2 separate regions of the Macaca mulatta genome follow, and region 1 is linked to region 2. Evidence: chromatin contacts called from public Hi-C data. All regions are on one chromosome and are shown on one strand. The core of a region is the stretch at or near the end of the contact, and the rest is flanking DNA. Distances in the headings are between cores, read along the strand shown. Region 1 holds the start of ZDHHC5 (zinc finger DHHC-type palmitoyltransferase 5). Region 2 holds the start of SELENOH (selenoprotein H).

Region 1 (4,062 bases), core at 1,363-3,862, 73 kb after region 2:
AAAGGTGCCTTCCCTTATGATTCATTTCTTTCTTTAAAATGTGAGTTTCAGAGGGCCAAACAGCAGTATTAGAATACAGTGAGCGCCCAGAAATTCTAAGAAATTGTTATAGTCCTAGAAAACATAAATCCTCTCTAGTCCCTGATTTAATGATTATTTAACTCTCAGTTTCCTACAGGAATCAAAGCCTAACATTTGGAATGTAGGCCTCGGTAACTTTGTTAACAAAAGCAAATTCTTGGTTTGTAGACAATCTGTACTTTGTTTTTTTTAAACAGTTTCCCTCTATCACCCAGGCTGAAGTGCATGTCACTGCAACCTCCACCTCCCCGATTCAAGCAATTCTCCTGCCTTGGCCTCCCGAGCAGTTGGGATTACAGGAGGGCACCACGACGCCCAGCTAATTTTGTATTTTTAGTAGAGATGGGGTTTCACCATGTTGCCCAGGCTGGTCTCGAACTCCTGACCTCCAGGTGATCTGCCCACTCACCCAAAGTGCTGGGATTACAGGTGTAAGCCACCCTGCCCAGCCAATATGTACTATTAAAGAAACTTTTCCCTCAAAATCCCAAAGACTAGAAAAGATGGAAAATTACACTAAATTTTATCTAGAGTAGAATATCATTTAGATACTATATATTATTTCATATATTTTCCACAGGAAAAAAGTCACATGGACTAATACTGACATAGCAATACAGAGTCATGAAAGGCCATGCAATTTTGGGAGTATAATACTGGGAATACAAAAGAGATCCACATCTGAGATGCTTGGGGGGGCTACACAATAGAAGGGAAACCATAAAACCTAAGAATTTACTGCGTATAAATAAAGATGAACCAATTCTTAGCAGAAGGATATGCTGCAGATAGTAGGATGAAACCACAAGGGTGAGCGTGGTTCATCAGAGTCAAGAGTCCGAATCCATACTAGTATCAAAAAAGTAAACAAGAATATGTATGCCGGCCAGGCGCGGTGGCTCATGCCTGTAATCCCAGCACTTTGGGAGGCTGAGGCGGGCAGATCATTTGAGGTCAGGAGTTCGAGACCAGCCTGGCCAACATGCCAAAACCCTGTCTCTACTAAAAATACAAACAAATGAGCAGGGCGTGATGGCGCACGCCTGAAATCCCAGCTACTAGGGAGGCTGAGGCACAAGAATCGCTTGAACCCGGGAGGTGGAGTGAGCCAAGAACGCAGCCACTGCACTCCAGCTTGGGCGACAGAGCCAGACTCCGTCTCAGAAAAAAAAAATAATAATAATATGTATGCCATATTGAGGCACAGAGTAAACTATGAAATGGAAATATGTATATGTAAAACAATACAGGATATGTGGTTTGAAGGCTTTAATAAGGTTTAATACAGGTATTTCCTTAAACAGGTGGATACCAGCAGTACCAAGGACAACACAACTATTTTTTGTTGAAATAAGTGGTGTAACAGTAATAGAGTAAATCTAAATACACAGTAATGGAGGTACCATGGAATAATTCACATGTCAAGGTATGGGAGAAAGAGCCAAGAAGTTTAATGTGGGTGTTATCATTATATACCGAGATCGTAAAATACATGGCAATATAATTTTGTAAACATTAAGTTTATAGAAAGGGTGATAATGAGCATTCTGAAGATATTTGATCCAGGACAGAGGAATACTGAGATAAAAGGATGATATGAAAATGTTAGATCAACTTGCTCAAGATGGCATTAACCAGGAAGTGAAGAATCCAAGGCAGAAAAATAGTCTAGAGTATAACATATATGTGACCCTACAACTGCCTTCGTAACTTTTAGCAACTTTCTTACTTCTTATTTCAGTGTTTCATTTGGCCAAGTGGGTAAAACACTTTCCACCTCCCTGCCCCAAAAAGAAATTTACATAGGTAAAATATTGACAAACGCATTCGAGTTCCACTTTAAAAAGTACAAAGTACTAAAAGCATGGAGCACTCGGCTGGTGGCGGCAGGAGGAGGACGCGGACGGGTGAGAGAGAACAGGTAACAGAATGAAGCTTGAGCCAAAATAAGTATCAGCAGAGTGGAGCGAGGGAATCGAACCGCAGAGCGGTAAAAGGGAAACAGCCCCCGGTCCCCACCACCGGACGGGGGCAAAGAGAATCACCCGTTCGGGCAGGACTGACGACCGCTGAAACCGAGGAGAAGGAATCCACGGCGGCCAGGCCCACCGAGGTTAAGAGAGCGGGCAGCGGGGACCGCAGAGCCCGAGGGCGCAGGGCCGGGGGCGGAAGGGGCGGCGGCTGGGCGCCAGGCACCGGGGACCGTGGTCTCGAGCTGAGTGGCCGGCTCTAATCCGTTCCGAGCCCTGGTGGCCGTAGATCCCCGGCCTCTACTCGTCGTCCGTTTCCAGGGCCCACGGGTCCCGCCGCGGTTGGAAGACCCGGCCCGGAGGAGAAATGGGGCCTTAACCCCCTCCCCGTCGTCGGTCCCCCTTCCCTAGAGGTCACCCTCCCCTCCCACCTCACTGGTCCGGCACTTCCGGTTCCGCAGGCACCGGTGTCCTCGGCACTCACCCCCTAGCCCGGTGCTCGTCACCACCACCGTCGTTGTCACCGCCGCCTCCCGGCAGTGCCGTCCTGCCTCAGAGAAGCAGCGCGCGGCCCCCGCACGCTCCACGCCCGCCCCGCTGCCGCGCGCTCCCGCCAGGCGACGCTCGACTCGGAGCCGGCGCGCGGCCGTTGCCCTCAGTGCCGGGTCTCGAACCCTTCCAGCGTTCCCATTGGTTCCCTGGTCCGGACTCGCGCGACGTCTCGCGCGGCGCACGTTTGTCTCATTCATGCGGCTCGCGCTGCCGCGCCCACCCCCGCTCACTCTCCCATTCACCCATATCCCCCACCCCGACTCCGATCTGGGGCGTGCGCGCGAACCCTGGCGACCGGGGCGACCTCGCGTTCTGATTGGCTGCAGCAACACAGCGTCGTACGCACTCGAGGAGACGAGAGCGCGCACGTAAGGCCGTGGGGTTGCGGGGACGACTAAGAGACAGGGATTGGCCTAATGCACAGGAGTCAGGAATGAGGAAATGGCCAGGCGAGTCTTCCCTTCTCCTGCGTCCTGTTGTATTCCCACTGAATCCAAGCAAAAACTCTCGGAAAGAAGAAAAGAATTATGTGTGTGTACTGGAAGTACTCAAAAGCAAGCAGCCACCTTCTCGAATTCAGCAACCCCTCTCCCAGTGAGGTGGTACAGTCCAGACAGGCTTCTAGCGCAGCCAATTACTGACGGAGTTTCGCCGCTTCCTGCTTCAGCCCCTTCGCGGCGGATTGGCCAACCATTTGGCGACTAGGCCTGCCTTTTCTCCTTCCCACCTCCTTTTTTTTTTTTTTTTTTCCAGACGGCGAAAACTTTATTTAAAACAATCTTGCTGGAGAAATCTTCAGTCCGGCGAGGTCGCTGGTCCAGGCAGAATCCAGGATGATGGAATGCTCTGGGCTTTGGTCCCACATGAAGGGGACGCCCGGACTTGAAGAGCCATTGTAGGGCGAGTCTCCTGCCAAGGGCCGGGGAGGGAGATAAAGAAGAGCAGGCGCCAGCCTTGGAGCCGTAGCGCTAACCGTGAGAGGGAAGCCTAAGGAGCGCGCGACCTGAGGCGGTGGCAGCACGCTCCCGCACCCGGCGTGCGAGCCGGGAGGTGAACTCTCTGAATTCCATTAGTTTCCCACTGCCACAGGTGGAGTGGGCGCCCGCATCCCTCACCTCACCCAATCCGAGAATACAAAGCTGGAAGCAAAAGGTTCTCTAGGTCCCTGGCGAGCTCACTCTGCATAGGTCACAGTGCTACGCTTTGCCCTGATTAGCCCAAGACAGCTGTGAACCCAATAGCAATGCCACGTGTTCTCTCCCCGTTCAGTTCGAGGCTGTTTCTTTTTTGGAAAGCAACTCTGGCTATTACATAATGGCCCCTCAGAAAGGTGTTTCACGAGCCACTTCCCTGAAGCCGAGGCCCCTCACCTGTCTGTAAAATCCTGCCTGTCCTCGGGTTTGGTCTCAAATGTTGCTGGCTTTACTGTGGTTCTGACACTTTAGTATTAGGCAGCAAG
Region 2 (3,830 bases), core at 208-2,707:
GATCCAGGCAATGATAAGGACTGAGGAAGACAGGTTCTCCAACCCTTGAACTCACAAACCCTGGAGCTCAAGGATTGCATCCTTCCTCCAAATCTCACTCAACATAAGTGCAGAACATGCCAAAACACTGTATGAAGCACTAGGGACAAAGACAAGGTCAAAATCCTTGTAACCAAATGTGATGGTATTGTAGTACAGTGTTAACACAGGGGACAGTAACAGAACACCCTAGAACCAAACAGAAGAGTGTAGCGATAAACATAAATGAAGTAGCATGAAATAAACTTCCAAATGGAAAACTTGTCCATACCCCCAGGGCAACAGTCAACTACAGTCTTCCAAATGACAAATTGCACTTAGGGCACACTAGATAGAAAACAGTATTGTGTCTTTTTTTTTTTTTTCTCAAATAGACGGGGTCTCCCTATGTTGGCCATTCACTCCTGCCTCGATCTCCCAGAGTGCTGGGACTGCAGGCGTGAGCTACCCACGCCAGGTGGGTACTTGTAGCCACACCAAGATTAATCCCTTCTCTTCCTCAACAGCGGCCGCGCCCCCCACTTCCCATTTCAAACCTCAGCATGAGGACTTCTACCCAAATCTCCCTACGACAGGTACTTCTTCAACTCTTCCACCACCTCTTGAGGCTCAGGGAATTTGAGTTTGCGTGGGGGCCCCTTCTTAATCCCAGTCCAGAGCTCCGCACCTGCGAAAGGACAGAATGAAGTGAAGTTACAATACTTCGGAATCCACCCGCACGTCTCTGAAGTCATGAGACTGCCGCGGTTTCTGAGAACAGCGCTTCCTCTCTTCGGAATCCACGTCCCTCTCCCCTCCGCCCCTCTCCCCCACACCCACGTCCCCACTTACTGCTGCCGTCCGGGCGCAGCAGCGTCACCTCGAAGCTGCCCCTCCGGGGCTTGGTCGGGTTCACCTTTACTGGAAGCTCTGGGGCCTCCAGGCGCAGCGCCTGACTCAGGGCCGCGGCGTTGCGCCCATAGACGCGTCAGCTCGTGCTAGGGAGAGAAGGGGAGGTTAGAGACCGGGGCCTCTGGCCCCGCCGCGCCACTATTCCCTCTCCCCGGTTACTCTCCAGGCCCCTCACCAATGCTCGATAACAACGGTTGTCTCCTCCATTCCCTCCCCGCTGTTCGCCAGCTTCTCTTGCTTCTCGGCTGCGGCGACCATCGCGGCCTCAGCCTTCCGCTTCCTACCGCGGGGAGCCATGGCGCCTAGAACCTGGCCGAGAATGCAGCAGGCCTGGTGGGTGGGGTGCAAAGACGCGACCACTGAGCTGGAAGTGGGCAGCGAAGACCGCAGCCCGGAAGCTACCCTCCTACAGCGGAAACCTCTCCCCAAGGAACGGAAAGCGTGGTCCGCAGCGCCCACGTGGCCTGGAGGCGGACCTTGGGGCACAACCACTTTGCAAGCAGGGAGAGGGGAGGTGCGGGAAGCGCCTGACGGAACCACCCATCGCTTCGGGTCGACGAGACAGGGGACGCTGGGATGGTGAACACAGCAGGAAGGGGCGGAGACAAGGGTCCTATTGCAAGCCTCGCTTCACGCGCCGTCTTTTCTGTACCTTTGCGTCGCGCTACATGTTGTGTGCAACGATCCGTCGCCAAACTCTCCTCCCTGGCAACTGCGAACCAATCCCAAACTAAACCCACCACCTAACAGTGGCCCCTATTCTAGGCTTATGGAAACTGGCCTTCTGCAACTCTTGCCAATCCTGGGGATCAATGCCCGGCCTTTGGTAAAACCGAATAGGATGACCTTTGACGTCAAGATGGGCAATTCCTCTGCAGTTGCCAGGCTTTTCTAGTACAGGAACACACAAAGGTGCAATCAAAAGGAAATCCCAATCTTTTTATTGTGGAAAACCATCAACTGGGTGTGGGGAGTAGGTCAGAGGGTTAGTGAAAGTCCAAGGGATTTCTCCTCCAAGTCCTATCACACAAAGGGAAGTCTCAAGCCTCTATTCACCCCTTCTCAATCCCCACAAAACAGGGGGTTGTTCAATATCGTCTTCAATGATAAAAAAAACTTTGTGGTTAAAGGTTTCTCCTTAGGACTAGTGACAAAGTTAGGCTTATGCTTTTAGTAAAGACCATAAACCAAGCCAGAAGGGCTTAAGGAAGCAAGAGTCCTTGAGGGAAAATTCTTAGCTTTCTATACCCCAGCATCCTAGCTTAGGGTTAAATCTAGGTCTAACCAGGCTCTGCAGGTCGAGTAAGAAGGAATAATGAAACCATAGTTTCATAGAGAAACCATGGAGATGTCTGAATAGTTGATAACACACTGACCCAAGCTTGGAGGAAAACCATTTCCCCTCCATCATAGGAGATCTCTTTCTTTCTTGCTCCAGTGAACAGCTGGCCACCGCATGGCAGGCCTTCTTGTAGGGTGCCTGACAATTCCCTAGATGCCTCTGTAAAATCAGAAGCAGCACCCTGCCGCCCCACCCAGTCACAGCCAAACGGAAAACATAAATAAAAGGCTGTAGCCTCAGGCTTGTGGTTATGGAAGGAGCCTGGAATTGACAGGAGAGGAAGCACTGCCAAAGTGAGGATCTTATTTGTCCTTCTTGCTTTCCCCATCAGACACTCTGGTGGGGGTTGGAGCCACAGGCTGCTCCTCGGGGATATTGTCTCCAGCCTTTGATAGCTTCTTGGCCCGCTGGTATAGCTCATTTAAGTTAAATTCTCGGATCACATTCTCCTGCACAAAAGAGATGCACAAATCAGGATCTGGGTTGGAAGGGAGAGTAAAGAGCCTGGGAAGTAAGGCATTTTACACAGTCTGGGAAAGGAAGGAGTAAGCAAAGGACAAAAATCTTCCCTAACCTTCCTCTTTTTTAGGTACCCAGAAAAGTCAACTAATAGTTAAATACCCATTATGTGCCAATGGGTATTTAACTATTCAATGGGTATTTATTCACTGTGCCAAGAATTATATATACCTAAATTATTTAATGTAATCTGCAAAACAATCCTGTAAGCCAGGGGTTATTACCTCCAATTAACTGACAAGGAACCTAACACCTACAGACAATATGTGCAGGGGCCTTCGAGACCAAATCTTTTTTTTTTTTTTCTGATGGAGTTTCGCACTTGTTGCCCAGGCTGGAGCACAATGGCGCAATCTCAGCTCACTGCAACCTCCGCCTCCCAGGTTCAAGCGATTCTCCTGCCTCAGCTTCCTAAGTAGCTGGGATTACAGGCATAAGCCAGCACACTTGGCTAATTTTGTATTTTTAGTAGAGATGGGGTTTCTCCATGTTGGTGAGGCTGGTCTCGAACTCCTGACCTCAGGTGATCTGCCAGCCTCGGCCTCCCAAAGTGCTGGGATTACAGGCATGAGCCACCGTACCTGGCCTGAGACCAAATCTTAAACTAATAATTGTTCCCCAGTACTAGCAGGTCTGGCACATAATATATATTTGCTAAGTGAATTAATACACGAGGTCTAGTAACTAGTCCACACCCTTAAAGCTAATAGGCAAGTGGCAGAACTGTGAATCAAAGCTGGGTAGGGCTCGAAAGCCCACCTACTGTTCTACACCCTTCATGCACCTGCCCTTCCTTTCAGGTACCTCAGAGAAGGTCCATGAGACAGCCCGTCCTTTCTTGTCAATCTGTGGCCGCCGCATTACCTCCTTGCCACCTTGGAACAGGATCAGGGTAGGGAGCTGCTTGGTGAGGGGTGATGTGCTCACTTTGTACCTGCAGGGCCCAGGAAGTTCTCTAAATGCCCCTGTGTATAACACTCAAAGTGATTCCCTGCTCAGACCCTCTGCCCAGGTCTTTACATACCGTGTACTAACATCA

What was found. A called contact is a pair of places that touch in the nucleus more often than the background predicts.
Region 1: a Hi-C map of fetal cortex germinal zone shows a contact between it and region 2, with 1.7 times the contacts expected there. The contact joins the promoter of ZDHHC5 here to the promoter of SELENOH in region 2. A contact is called at or near these places in 4 of 14 Hi-C or Micro-C datasets (CD4 T cells, cortical neurons, fetal cortex germinal zone and 1 more).

Annotation. Positions count from the first base shown.
Region 1 is chr14:15,725,597-15,729,658 of T2T-MMU8v2.0, forward strand. ZDHHC5 (zinc finger DHHC-type palmitoyltransferase 5) reads right to left here and starts at 2,613. Exons shown (of 12, transcript XM_015114147.3): 1 at 2,483-2,613. LOC144334210 (a long non-coding RNA gene) reads left to right here and starts at 1,945. Exons shown (of 2, transcript XR_013403802.1): 1 at 1,945-2,002; 2 at 3,357-3,756.
Region 2 is chr14:15,653,676-15,657,505 of T2T-MMU8v2.0, forward strand. It overlaps SELENOH (selenoprotein H), which reads right to left and starts at 1,458. Exons shown (of 4, transcript NM_001321341.1): 1 at 1,106-1,458; 2 at 871-1,016; 3 at 596-706. The coding sequence starts at 1,227. The coding sequence ends at 606. TMX2 (thioredoxin related transmembrane protein 2) reads right to left here. Exons shown (of 8, transcript NM_001195759.1): 6 at 3,816-3,830; 7 at 3,596-3,725; 8 at 2,268-2,721. The coding sequence ends at 2,575.